Regions from separate parts of the Rattus norvegicus genome. Here all the other regions are linked to region 2. The links are chromatin contacts, called in public Hi-C maps. All regions are on one chromosome and are shown on one strand. The core of a region is the stretch at or near the end of the contact, and the rest is flanking DNA. Distances in the headings are between cores, read along the strand shown.

What was found. Hi-C and Micro-C count contacts between places; a contact is called where the count stands out from the background.
Region 1: a contact with region 2 is called in a Hi-C map of liver, with 5 times the contacts expected there. The contact joins two enhancer-like sites. A contact is called at or near these places in 2 of 12 Hi-C or Micro-C datasets (kidney and liver).
Region 3: a contact with region 2 is called in a Hi-C map of liver, with 5 times the contacts expected there. The contact joins two enhancer-like sites. A contact is called at or near these places in 3 of 12 Hi-C or Micro-C datasets (kidney and liver).

The regions. Positions count from the first base shown.
Region 1 is chr7:32,360,056-32,364,276 of GRCr8, forward strand. No RefSeq gene overlaps it. Among named protein-coding and RNA genes, the nearest start is that of Eea1, 130 kb to the right of the region's middle. Within about 2 kb of position 1,741, at least 5 of the 93 cell types and tissues checked have an H3K27ac peak or open chromatin away from gene starts, as enhancers often do. A contact at or near this core is called in liver, where this site is marked.
Region 2 is chr7:32,224,576-32,228,864 of GRCr8, forward strand. No RefSeq gene overlaps it. Among named protein-coding and RNA genes, the nearest start is that of Nudt4, 140 kb to the left of the region's middle. Within about 2 kb of position 2,141, at least 9 of the 93 cell types and tissues checked have an H3K27ac peak or open chromatin away from gene starts, as enhancers often do. A contact at or near this core is called in liver, where this site is marked.
Region 3 is chr7:32,375,623-32,379,851 of GRCr8, forward strand. No RefSeq gene overlaps it. Among named protein-coding and RNA genes, the nearest start is that of Eea1, 110 kb to the right of the region's middle. Within about 2 kb of position 2,854, at least 3 of the 93 cell types and tissues checked have an H3K27ac peak or open chromatin away from gene starts, as enhancers often do. A contact at or near this core is called in liver, where this site is marked.

The DNA of each region.
Region 1 (4,221 bases), core at 491-2,990, 140 kb after region 2:
TTTTCTAGTTACTTCCATTTTATCTTCCAAAGTAAATGAACAAGGATAACACTGTTAGGTCACTGGCTATTTAGTCTCTGATGTGTGTCAGAACCATGATTTCAGAACTATTGATCTCAGTTGCAGAAAGTAGGCGTTCCTATCTTGATCACTCTGATATCTGCCATCATCATGACGTAGGGACTTTGGATTTAGAACTGAGACCACCTATGTCAATATGACTTAACTATCTACACCATGAAAATCTGCTGAAGAACGATAAAACTATTTTTGTTTGCTCCTGGAAATTCCCGTTTATCCAGTGTCTGAGATAGTCTGTTCCCACACCAGTTCTAAGCACCTTCTCTCTTTAATTCATTAGATGCCAACAATCCTCTAAGCAGGATAGTATTATCACGGTCACATGGTTTCTTGGGAGGATGAAGGGTACTCTTTGGTTAAGACTAACATATATACAAGGGACAACTCATCTTCTAAAAGCCCACACAGTCAGGCAAGCAGCCCCTTGGTGAAGGGAGAGAACATTACCAGTCTCCCGACACCCTCATCCCTCCACCACCCTCGGTGAGGATTCCAAGGCTAATGATTTTCACAGGCTTTCTAATGTCTGTCCTCCACTGAAGTCACACAGCACTGACTGTATTGTAGATAATCACTCTGTTCGACCCTAGATTTGTAGAAAAAAAAATCTTATTTTAAAGTAGTATTTTATATATATATGTACACATACAACATATATGTCTACACAAACATATATGTGTACATATACTCATATATGTATATTGTGTGCATTTGTGTATATGTATATATATGTGCACATATATGTGTGTATAAATATGTACATACACACATATATACACATGCACACATGTGTGTCACAAAGATATCTCTCTATATGACAGTGCTCACTAGTGTTTGCATTTTAAAATTTATAATTCACTGTACTAAGCACTTAGTGGTTCTTGAACATCCCAATTTCTCACTGCTAGAACTTTGTCAACAAGTCAAGCAGAAACTTTTCTTTTTTTCTTTTTTTTTTTATTGGATATTTTCTATTTACATTTCAAATGTTATTCCCTTTCCTGGTTTCCCGGCCATAAGCCCCCTATCCCATCCCCCCCTTCTTCTATAAGGGTGTTACTCCTCCCCAAGTCCCCCTACCCTCGACATTCCCCTACACTGGGAGGTCCAGCCTTGGCAGAATCAAGGGCTAAGCAGAAACTTTTCTGTTCATTAAGCAACCACTCCTCATTTCCTCCCCCATTCCCCGGCCCCCAGAACCTCTGTCCTGCTTCCCATCTCTGTGACCTTGCAGGTTTCGAGCTGCTTACATACATGAGCGCCTAGGGTATTGTCCATTTCTGCTTGGCCATTGACACCCTCATTCTATAGATAAGCAGAGAAGGCTGAAGCAAGAGAAGCAAAGAGGACAGCAAGGCTTTATGCACAGGCAGCCTGGACCCAGAGCTGAGCACAGCAGAAGCCTTGGCCTATGGGTCTCTCACATTTAGTCAAGTATTCAAAGCGCAGGCCATGGGGAGGCATCCCCTGTTCCTCCATAGGCTCCCTACCCAGAGCACGGCTTGAAATCACATTTCTTTCCATGTTGTAAAGAGGCCTTTTGTGCCCAGCCGACGGGGCAGACTTTCCCTTTCAGACGTCCTCTTAGGTTGGCTGTGCTGCAGCCGCTGCAGTTTGCCCTCTCCTGTGATTGCACCTTTCTCATTCCTGACACTGACTTCTGGCAGGCTCCCCAGAGCCACCATTTGGCTGCCTCACAGTTCCTATTGGTAAAACTCATCATCCTGTGGCTCCTGACTTTGTACGGGTTGCTCAAATTATCAGTTTAGTGCAGAGCCTGCTGTCACTTTGCAAACCAGAACAATCCCTCTGGAACCAGATGTCAGAGAGACTCTTGTCAGGAGTGGTGAGGGGACACCTGAAGGGCATATACCAACAGGACAGTCTATAGTGGATCTGTGAGGACAGACACACTGCCCCGGCTTCTGTCTTTCAGCAGCCAAGGGACACAGGGCTATACACACTTACAAACCGTTGACACATGTTTGGCTTATCTTGGGCTAAAGTACTGAGTTTAAGTACCTCAGGAAACAGGATGCAAAGAGAAGCCAGGCCGCCATGGTGGTCTTGACTGCCGTGATTCCGCAGCACTGGCTATTCTGAAAATGCCAACACCATGATATGCCAGTACGAACACAGGGACATTTTTTATTTTTAGTTTGGCAATTAAAAGTAAGATAGAAATGTGTGTGTGCCTCTCTCTCTCTCTCTCTCTCTCTCTCTCTCTCTGTGTGTGTGTGTGTGTGTGTGTGTGTGTGTGTGTGTGTGTATGTGAAAGAGAGAGAGATAAAAAAGTTTATTTCCAGTTTAAGGAAATGACCAATCCTTTGCCAACGGGCTGCTTTCCTTCATGTAACACGTCACTTTCTGTTTCTGACTTTGTTGCGATCTAGGGTAAAAAACCCACCAACACAAACCTGCCTCTTCCTCTTCTAATTCTTATAGTTTCCACTCAGGCTCATCTAGGTTTTCTTTTTGCCCATGTGATCCCATTCATCCCAATATCATGGGAACAGGAGTAGTCAGGCATTTGGTTGTTATTATTAGTATCAGACTCTGAGCCAACTCTCTCAAACAGTATTTCTTGGTCCACATAATATGAGGTCTACTTCAGAACCAATGATGTCATGTTTCTCTCTCAGCGCCTCTCTCCCTCTGTTGGTTGAATTTTATTTATTGTTGTTGCTGTTGCTGATTATTATTATTATTATTATTATTATTATTATTATTATTATTATTATTGTGTTAGCCTCATTTTAATTAGATTGTGATGCCAAGATGGAGAGGAAAAGAACCAAGTAAACTCAAGCTTCCACTGAACCAAGTTCCTCTTTATTTCTGCTTGTTCCATCGAGAGGCCTTTGGTAGGGCCCAGATGGCTTGCTGCTATTCAGAGGACCTTAGTTCAATTCCCAGCACCCAAGTCAGTGTCTTATAACCACCTGTCACTCAGCTTCAGGGGAACTAGCTCCTTCCTCTGGCTTCTGAGAACATATGAGCACACACATGGACACACACACACACACACACACACACACACACACAATGAATAATACACTAAATCACAAAAATTGCCAATAGCTATTATTCTGTTCCTAAGGATGACACACTTAGAGGTTTCTGTCTCATACAACTACAGGCAGAAGCTGGTTTTCTCAGGTCCAGTTCCAGACCCCCTGCACGAACATACGATCTGTACCCCTAACATGGGTGCAGTTCCTCAACTTCAGGCTTCAAATGTGTAAATGTGCTAGGTAGTTGGGGTTTTTGCTTGTTTCGTTGTTACTGGTCTGTTTTGTTTTGTTGGTTTTTACTTGTTTGCTTGCATTTCTGTATCATTTGTGAGTTCCCAGGAGGCCACAGTCTGCTTGGCCTGGAGTAACAGATGCCTGTCTTAGTAGAATTCCCAAGACAAGAAATTCCTTTTCCATCTATAATGGTTATTGTTTGTGTGTGAGTACTGTCTGGGACAGCTATCACGGGATCTTTACAAGAGACTACCTTAAAAAGATAAACCATTGTACGGGCGAGGGTGGAGAGACAAACCGTGAGAACTGTGTGTCCTGGCCACATCACAGAGATGCTCAATTCCCAAGCTCTGATTCCCCTATTTCTACATGTCCTGCCATATAAGATAGTAAATCTCACTTTTAAGCTCCTTTAAGTTTTCTATTACTGGCAATTGGTAGCATCCAGAAACCATGCGTTCTGTAAATTTTAATAGAGATGTTTGAGACAGGGAAAGTTCTAAGCATTTTGCTTTCTCTTTGAGACTGAGTCTCAAGTAACTTGGACTGGCTTTGAGCTCACTGTGTAGCAAAGGATGACAAGAGTTCCTAGTCTTCTTGCTTCTACCACCACCCCTGGTTTATTTAATACCGGTGATTAAACCCAAGACATGCTAGGTAAAATGCCCATTTCCGTATTAAAAGTTAAAAGGTAAATTTTTTTTTTTTACAGCTTTGTTGGTCTTGTACAAAGGATGCTAGGAAGGGCCTTTTTGTGGATCTGATGACATCTGACTTTTGACCCAAATTGGTCATTTTGGTTCATAATCAAACTTCACCTTGTGCTAGCTGCCCCTTTGGAGTGCCATTTCCCAGATGGGAAGAAACACAGAAATGTAGACAAACTGTGCCC
Region 2 (4,289 bases), core at 891-3,390:
GGAGCTGATGCAGAGGCCATGGAGGGATGTTACTTACTGGCTTGCTTTACCAGGCTTGTTCAGCTTGCTTTCTTATAGAACCCAGGACCACCAGCCCAGGGATGGCCCCACCCATAAGGGGCTGGGTCCTCCCCGCTTGATCACTAATCGATCTCATGGAGGCATTTCCTTAAGGGAGGCTTCTTTCTCTGTGATAACTCCAGCTTGTGTCAAGTTGGCACACAAAACCAGGCAGTACACCTGGGATCCCTTTGGCCAACAATTTGATTCTATATAAACCATTCCCAATATTGGAAGCTTCATTTGGTGATGGGAGATGTCCCTTTGGAACTCTGTCTCCCTCATTACTTGGCAATTTTATTTCAATCACCTCCATGTATGTATATATTATATAGGTATATATTATAGGAGGGTTCTACTGTATTAGGTGTCTATATGATCCCTCAAATGGCCCTTAGGTTTATCTGTCCATTCTCTCACTCCTTCTTTCTCCTACCCTCCATTTCATCCTCCCATTTTAGCCCCCCCCCCCATCCATCTATAATGGTCTTCTCTATTTCCCCTTCCTAGGGAGATGCTTCCCTTCCCCCACCCCTTATTTCCTACATATCTTCTGTGGTTATGCGGACTGTAGCTTGCTTACCAATGACTTCGCAGCTGACAGAGGATCATCTCCATTAATGAAGGTTTGGCAGCCCTTAGCTGCTCATTCATAATTGAGCACAAACTGCTGGGAGGTGAAATGAGCACAGGACACCCCAGGGACGCACTGCTGAAGCTGGCTACATTTGCATGGTTAATATGCAGGCAGCTAGGATACAGAGAGGCTTCTAAGTGTGTGCTGTGGAATTCATTCTCTGGAGCCATCCAGCTTTTCCAGGTCAGAAAAGCTTCGCCGTCTTGTTTCAGAGGAAAGAAAAGGTAGATACCAGGGAACGGTGTCCAGGGTGTTCCGGTGCATAAGTCTCATTCCCTGAATGTTGCACACGCAGACCCCCTTAGCCAGCCAGACACTTTGCATAGTAATAATTAAAAAGGCTAACTCACATAGTGCTTAATGAACAGCAGGCACGAAGCGTCTGTTTTGTATTGTTTAACCTGGCTTACCACTCTGAAGCACTTCGACGGGTGCTTTAATTATGTCAAACCTATAGCTAGCCTGAGTTCACACAGCTTCTGAGTTATAAAGTCAGAATTTCAGGGCTGGGAAGATGGCTCCACATTTAAGAGAATATACTGCTCTTCCAGAGGACCCAACTTTGATCCCCTCTTACCCATCCATGGTGACACGGATATCTGTAACTCCGCCTCCAGGGCACGTGATATCCCCGGCTTTGGTGGGCACCTGCGCTCATGTCCACATACGAACAGGCACACACATAATCAAAATAGTAATAAATCATTTTTTTAAAGGGCAGATTCTGAACTCAGACACTTTGACAGTGTAGGGCTTATACAGTCTACTCCCTTGTTAAGGAAAGTGATACGGGCTGGTGTGTTAGCTCTGACAGCTTCACGGCTTTGGTGTCTCCCTGAGGGAGGAATACCATGCATTTCCCTTACTATATCCCCCCCCCCACTCCCCACCCCCATGCTAGCACAGGTCAGGATAGTACATTTTATGAATGAACGAATCTCCACTATTTTCTCATAGAATGGTCCTTGTCAGTGACAGGAGTATGCTACCTATGACGGCTAATCTTAGGCATGAACGTGACAGACGAGGAAAGAGGCAATCTTAATGGATGGATTGCCTCCATCTGATTGGCTTTTGGGCGTGTCTGTGGGGCACTGTCTTGATGAGTGGTTGATGTGGGACAGAGGAAGGAAGCCAGTGAGCACCACTGTGCCTCATGTTCTCTACTGCTCTGCTGCAGTCTTCCCACCAGGTTCTAGCCTGAGCTCTGGCTCTGGTTTCCCCCACGATGGACTATAACTTGTAAGATGTAAGAACTTTCTGCCCCAAGTTGGTTTTGGTTGGTGTTTCATCCCAGCAACGGGAAGCAAAGTAGGTCACTACCTCAAGGGGGGGTGTGGTGCCCGGTGCATGTTTTTCTTCTCTCGGTTGTGAAAACACACCTCTGGCTTGGTGAACGAAGCCAGAGGACAAAGGGTACCAGCGCATTCCTGCAGTCACCCTTCGTCCCCTTTCACAACCGGCTGCTTCCAGCTTTGTTCAGAGGCGGCTTCTATGACTTGGGAGTGAGCTGATTGACTTTTTCTCAATATTGTGGGCCAGCTTCCCTTATCTGAAGCTGAGAGTCTATTCCCAGCTCCCAGGCCCCATTGCAAACAAATCTCTCAATTGTTCAGTTTGAATGAATAGCCCAGCCATTCTTTTTCTTAACAGAAAGGCAGTGACTTGCCAGTGACTATTTAAAGCATGGGTTTCCTGAAATGGCCCAGAGATATTGCCAGTACTTCTAAGTGTCTTCTAAAAAAATGATTTAGTCTTATTCCAAGGACTTAAGACGAGAGTGGTGTGGTAGGGAGTGGAGGCTCCTTTGCCTCGATGTAGTATTTATCAACTGTTGCAGAAAAAAAAAATATAGTTGCTGTGTTCATGCTTTGCTTATTTGCGGTTCTTAACTTCTCCATGACTGATGGGTAAGGAAAAACTCAATAGCCAACTGCAAATGTAGCCAACTATTTCTTGTTTATAAACACTATGGGGGTATAAATGTTCATGGAGTACACATTAAGTATAAGGGAAGGACCACAAAAGGAAGATGTCAGTCTGTGACACAGAATTATTGTCCTCTCTGGAGTCAAACATATCTACAGAGTCTGCAACGTTTCTAGGGTCACATTTCCTCACATGTGTAATGGATATCGCTCTATTTGTTTTGAAATATGTAAATTAGATAAGGCAAATGAGGTAAAGGAAAGGAGAGAGAGAGAGAGAGAGAGAGAGAGAGAGTTCACACTTCTTGCCCCTTGCGTGGACTCACAATCTGGTGGAGCCTCATGGTTTACTCTTGATCGAGCTGTTGTTACTGATTCATGTGTGGTGCCTGCCAAGTGGACTAGGCCGAAGCGCTGATTTGTGTTTGGTGGTTTGCTAGTAGACTGAACTGCTGATATTGGGACAACAAAGATCGGAATGGCCCCAGAGAACTATTTCTAAACAGGTCCACCTTCCTCGTGCCCTATTAACCTTTCCTTTCTACTACCTCTTGTGGGTGTTGGGCTAGAAGCGGGGTTAAAGTATCTAAGAACCCTTATTAAAATAGGTTTTGGAAGGTATTAAAATATAAGCCTACAACCCTATATAGCCCAGGGCTGTCCTTGAACTCATGTGTCTTCTTGCCTCGGTGTCCCAAGCACCGGGATTATAGTTGTGTAACATTATACCTACTTAAGATAATATGCTCGCGGGAGTGTTGCTGTTGTAGGCTACAGCATTCGTAGCTAGGTGATATTGATGATTAGTTTTCTTATCTGGTAGCACGCAAAGTACCTGTCAGCACTGTGAACTCTACTTAGTAGAGGTGAAGTTGGGAACCAGATGGATTTTTCCATCTTCAATGACATAAGCAGGCCTTCCCACAAGGTTATGGAGAGTAACCAATAGCCTTGGAAGACCCAGTGCAGTAGGGGTGCAGATCTGATGGGATTGACTGTCCGCTATTATTGTTGTTGTCATTGTTATTAATGATGGATTTAAGGTCCACTCCGGAGCTAGAACCCATGCTTGACACTGTTAAAATGACCAAGAGCTTGAGATTGTATAGTGGACCCTAGGGGCAAGCATTCATACTATTCTGCTAAATGAACAGAGCAGTCAAACCACTCCCGATGACATATCCCTTACCCAGAGACCATTCTCCCGGTCACCCCTTATCAGGGAAGCTTCTTCTTGCCATAGATGGTAATTAATAATTAACCTACAGCTGAACAATGTGCAGAGAGTTAGAGATTTTGGAGCACTCAGCTCAAAATTGGATGGCTTTATTTTACTCCTCCGTGCGAGACTCATGGGTGGATCGACGTGGAAGGCGGCGGGGGGAGGGGAGGAACGGTGAGAGCCGGAAGTGTGAATTACTCAAAAACAAAACAAGACAAAACAAAGCAATAATACCAATAATTTAAAAAAAGAACCAAAAAACCCCAAACCCTAAAACAAAAAAACTTAGCCTCATCCAGACCCATTAGGACTGATACCCATATGAATTTACAGCATTCACAAGACCTGCACAGGCCCAAACCACACAGAATCCCACCTGCTAGCCAAGAGGCTGTTTGCAGTTGGTACTCGTTGAGAAACGGAAAGTCAGCTTTCTTCACTG
Region 3 (4,229 bases), core at 1,604-4,103, 150 kb after region 2:
TCATGGGAGTGCTTACTAATAATGGTTATTCTTCAATAAGTACCCACCATCTTCAGGAGAGGTAGGGTGTTAGCAGGGCAGCGCATAACTTTATTCTTTAATTTTTTTATTGTGTTACAGATTCATATATTAAATATTTATCCATTTTTATGTCCTGTGGCTTTGATTTAAAAAAATGGTACGCAAAACAAAACCTGAAGACTTCAGATGATATCTTGCTTTAAATAGCTATATTCTCTCTAACCAGATCAGAAGCACTGCACTTTGCAAAGACATGGAAGCCTAAAGATGAATAGCTAGGGAAAAATCACCACCCAGTGTTCTGTGCACATTCCAACATGCTTTTCCTAACCTCCTGGGTACATACTGCCATGGCTGCCTTATACTTTACAAACATGCTTGCCACTGCATGATTATAGGACGTTTTCTGCTTTATACTGCAGTGTTTGTGGCGTTACACTGCTTACGTGGACTTGGGTTCTATTACCTAAGTGGCCTCAGTTTATTTCTTTAACCAGTCCTGGCCTGTTGCTTATTTTATTTCCAGTCTTGTCTTTAATAACAAGGCACTGTTGTTTCAGTTGTCCTTCAGATACCAAGGCAAGCAGTTTTAATCATGCAGGGATTCAGAATGAATGCAGTCATAATCCTTTCTGAGAAACCCATTGAACACTTGAGTGTGCCTGGCCAGGAGGGGCTGGAAATGGGAGCACAGGCGTGGGTGGTGAGCACTGATATGTTTGGTATCTACGTGGAAGATGGAAACAAAGGGCAGCATATGTACAAGAGTCATATATGGGGTTGGGGATTTGGCTCAGTGGAAGAGCACTTGCCTAGCAAGCGCAAGGCCCTGGGTTCGGTCCCCAGCTCCGAAAAAAAGAAAAGAAGAAAAAAAAAGAGTCATATATGTTACACAATCTGATAAGTCAAAAATGATGCAACTGAACCATCAGAGAAGACAAAGAGGAAATGTAAAATACTAGTAGTAACCAGGTAGATGGTGAGTGAACCCAAAGGACTCTCTCAGGGCTTCTGTTGCTGGAATAACATAGCATAACCTAAAGCAACTTGAGGAGGAAATCCTCTACAAGCTCAGTCATGGTGTCTGTCACAGCAAGAGAAAACTAAAACAGAAGATTAGGCTAAAAAGAATCCGAGTTCCTTAATCAGTGGAAACGTCACTAGCATTACCATGAGCAGGTTATCTGAGGTAATAGGAAAGACACAGAGCCCCATGCATTAGTAGTCGGAATGGAACAAGATCGTGAACTCATCTGAGACATTAGTCTTAACTACTAGTTTACAGGGCCGAAGGGACATTGAATGACATGAGCTGTCATAACTGACAAAACATGAGTAATATCTATGACATTACAGGGCTTGATTCCTTCAATTGATAAACGAAATAACACAAAAGAGAGAAATGGCCACACATTATAGAGCCAAGATATATATTAACTGGGAAAAAAAGGAGAAATATTAATGAATCTGGCCTGTAGAACTTTTTGGGATTTGTGTTGGAACAAATTATAAGAATACTTCCAGTACTCTATGAGTACAGGTAAATGTGTATTTAGGTGGTATTAAGCAATTATCATTGCACTGGGGAGATGACTCAGCTAATGAGAGCTCTTGTTGCAGAAACATAAGGACCTGAGTTCAGATCCTCGCACCCTGACATAGTATGGTGGGAGACAGGGCTAGGACGATCACTGGTTCCCTGGCCAGCAGCAAAATTCCAGATTCAGTGATACAACCTGTCTCAGAGGAACAGGATAGAGATTAGGAGAGCAGATACCCTATCCTTTCTTCTGGCCTCCAGACACAAGATGCACACCCATACACCTCCATACTCCCACTGAAATAATGACATTAATGTAATAATAATTTGAAAAATCATTACTGAATTTCACCAGAAACCTGAATAGAAGCAGAGAAAAAAAATTTCCCCAGAGGCTTAAATTGAAGTCCTTATGACTTGACCGCCATGCCAATATTTATTTTAAGCTATTCCAGTGAAAACAGAAAGGTGAACCAAGTAATGGAAACTAAATGGAGTAGGAACTGGGGTAAATGTTGACAACACGCAAGATTTGGGCGCCTGGTGGTTGAGCGTATTCTTTTTTACATGCATGTATGTTTGATAATTTGCATTATAAAAATATAAAGGGACAACAAAGTTTCAAGTACGTATAGTGGTACTTTTTTCCTGATTATTACAGATAAATTCTTGGAAGTAAAATTGCAAAATCAGAGAGGACCCATGTTTTAAAAAACTCCTTCTATTTGACTAAATAAGCTTCAAACCAAAGTTATGTATTTTCAGTGAGCACATGGAAGATTTTTGCTTTATTATCTGCCCAAGGATAACCATCAGTGTCTCTTTGGATGACTGTCCCTATTCCGACAGAATATTAGTTGTGTCATCTCCAGCCTATTGGACACGCAGCAGGGGAATGTGTGAGGAGCTGTCTTTGTTAAATAATACTTCTGCTCATGTTTGGAAAAAGAACTGCAGTTGGCTTTCTGGGTTTTACTTTTGAAATGAAGAGAAGCTAAGGTTCATGTCTTTGACCACGTGGGAGTCAGAGAGAAGTCATTCCATAGTGTGGGAGTGACTGAAGCATGATGCTGTGCTAGACAGGAGTCAGGGAAGGTAGTGTTTATGCCCAGGGAGAAGCAAAGTGGTGAAAAGCTTTGGGGTTGAAAAGGACAAGGGGACAGGTGTAGCTCTGAAAGGCCTCAGCAACACGAGATGACAAAGCTTTAAAACAAAAGTAACAGGTGGGCAGGCATGTTGGCTCAGTGACCCTAAACACTTGCGAACAGGTTGAAAGATCTGAGTTTCAGCCTCAAGCCCTCCATAGTGGATGGAGAGATCATGCCGCAAGATGTCCTCCGACCTCCACATGGGTGTCATTGAGCATTCATGTGTGTGTGTGTGTGTGTGTGTGTGTGTGTGTGTGTGTGTGTGTGTGTGTGTGACAAACACACAGGTCACATGGATGAATGTACAAACATTTTAAGAAAGAAATTAAAACCAAGAGGGGGAAGAAAGAAAGCCTTTATCTCACGGGTTAATCATTTGCCAGTCTTCGTCAACAGAAGAGTTTGGTAGGCTATGGGAGACAAGTTTCTTGGCAACGTCTCTGCCTCTCTTTTCAGTCACCACTCTGCCCCTGGCTTTTACCTGGGGTTCCTCTTCTACCCAAGATAGAAATAGGGAAGTATCATGGGGGTTTGTTCAAGTTCTGGCATGGGGGACTATGTATGACCAAATACAGTCTACATGGTTTATTAGGAGCCGTGGGTAAGGTGGAAAGTGAGGGAAAGATGTGTATTGATTGAGAAATAGTTTTGCCACAAAGTTAAAGGTTCATGAGTGTATTCTGTGACAAATGTGATTTCGAAAGGTGCTTTTTTAAAAGGGTGATAAAACCAGGACAAATGTCCAAAAAGCCACCTCTGTCTTGGGCAATATTGTCATCTGAATGTGCTTACTCACTGTTCTAGATCATTCTTTTTAACTTTCCAAGTACATGCTCAGTGCCCGGGATGAGCACGGTTTAGAGTTAGATGCTATGAGGACATGAAGAGACAGACAGATCCCACTGGTTTGGGAAAATGGAGAGCAAATGCATGAAATGCAACATCTAGAGAGCTCAGTAGAAATGACAGGAGTGAAAAATGAACTCAAGTCTGCAGAGCATGTGACGAAGGAGGGTCGTGCCAGATCTTAAGAGACATCTGCATGATGCTTCATTTCTCACAGGGTGCCCTGCTGCAGCATTGAGGATGGGTATGGGGTTTGCCCAGCTCTGCTTGAATAGATTCAGAATGCTTTGTGAGGTGAAGAGAGCCTCATAGAGCTGCACAGTGTTCACTAGACTGTTCTCAGTTGTAACGCAGTAAAATGAGCCTCTGATTAGCTTCTGGACATCAGTGGTAATTCTGAGCATCCAGTACCCATGATGCCTATCAATATTTGGAGGCTTATGACAGATTCCTTCCCTACTCCAAATAGTTTAATAACCTCAACCATAAATATTCTAATACTCTTCAATGCTTGCTTAGGAAATCTGTAAAGTTTCTCTTGATCTCACTCTCTTCATTTAAATATGCTACCGTTATTCTTCTTCTGTTAGGGATGCCCTGTGGGCAGTAGACAGGGCTAATGTCTGCACACTACAGAGGGACTGTGATGGGAAGTTTTCTAGGGATGCTTGGAG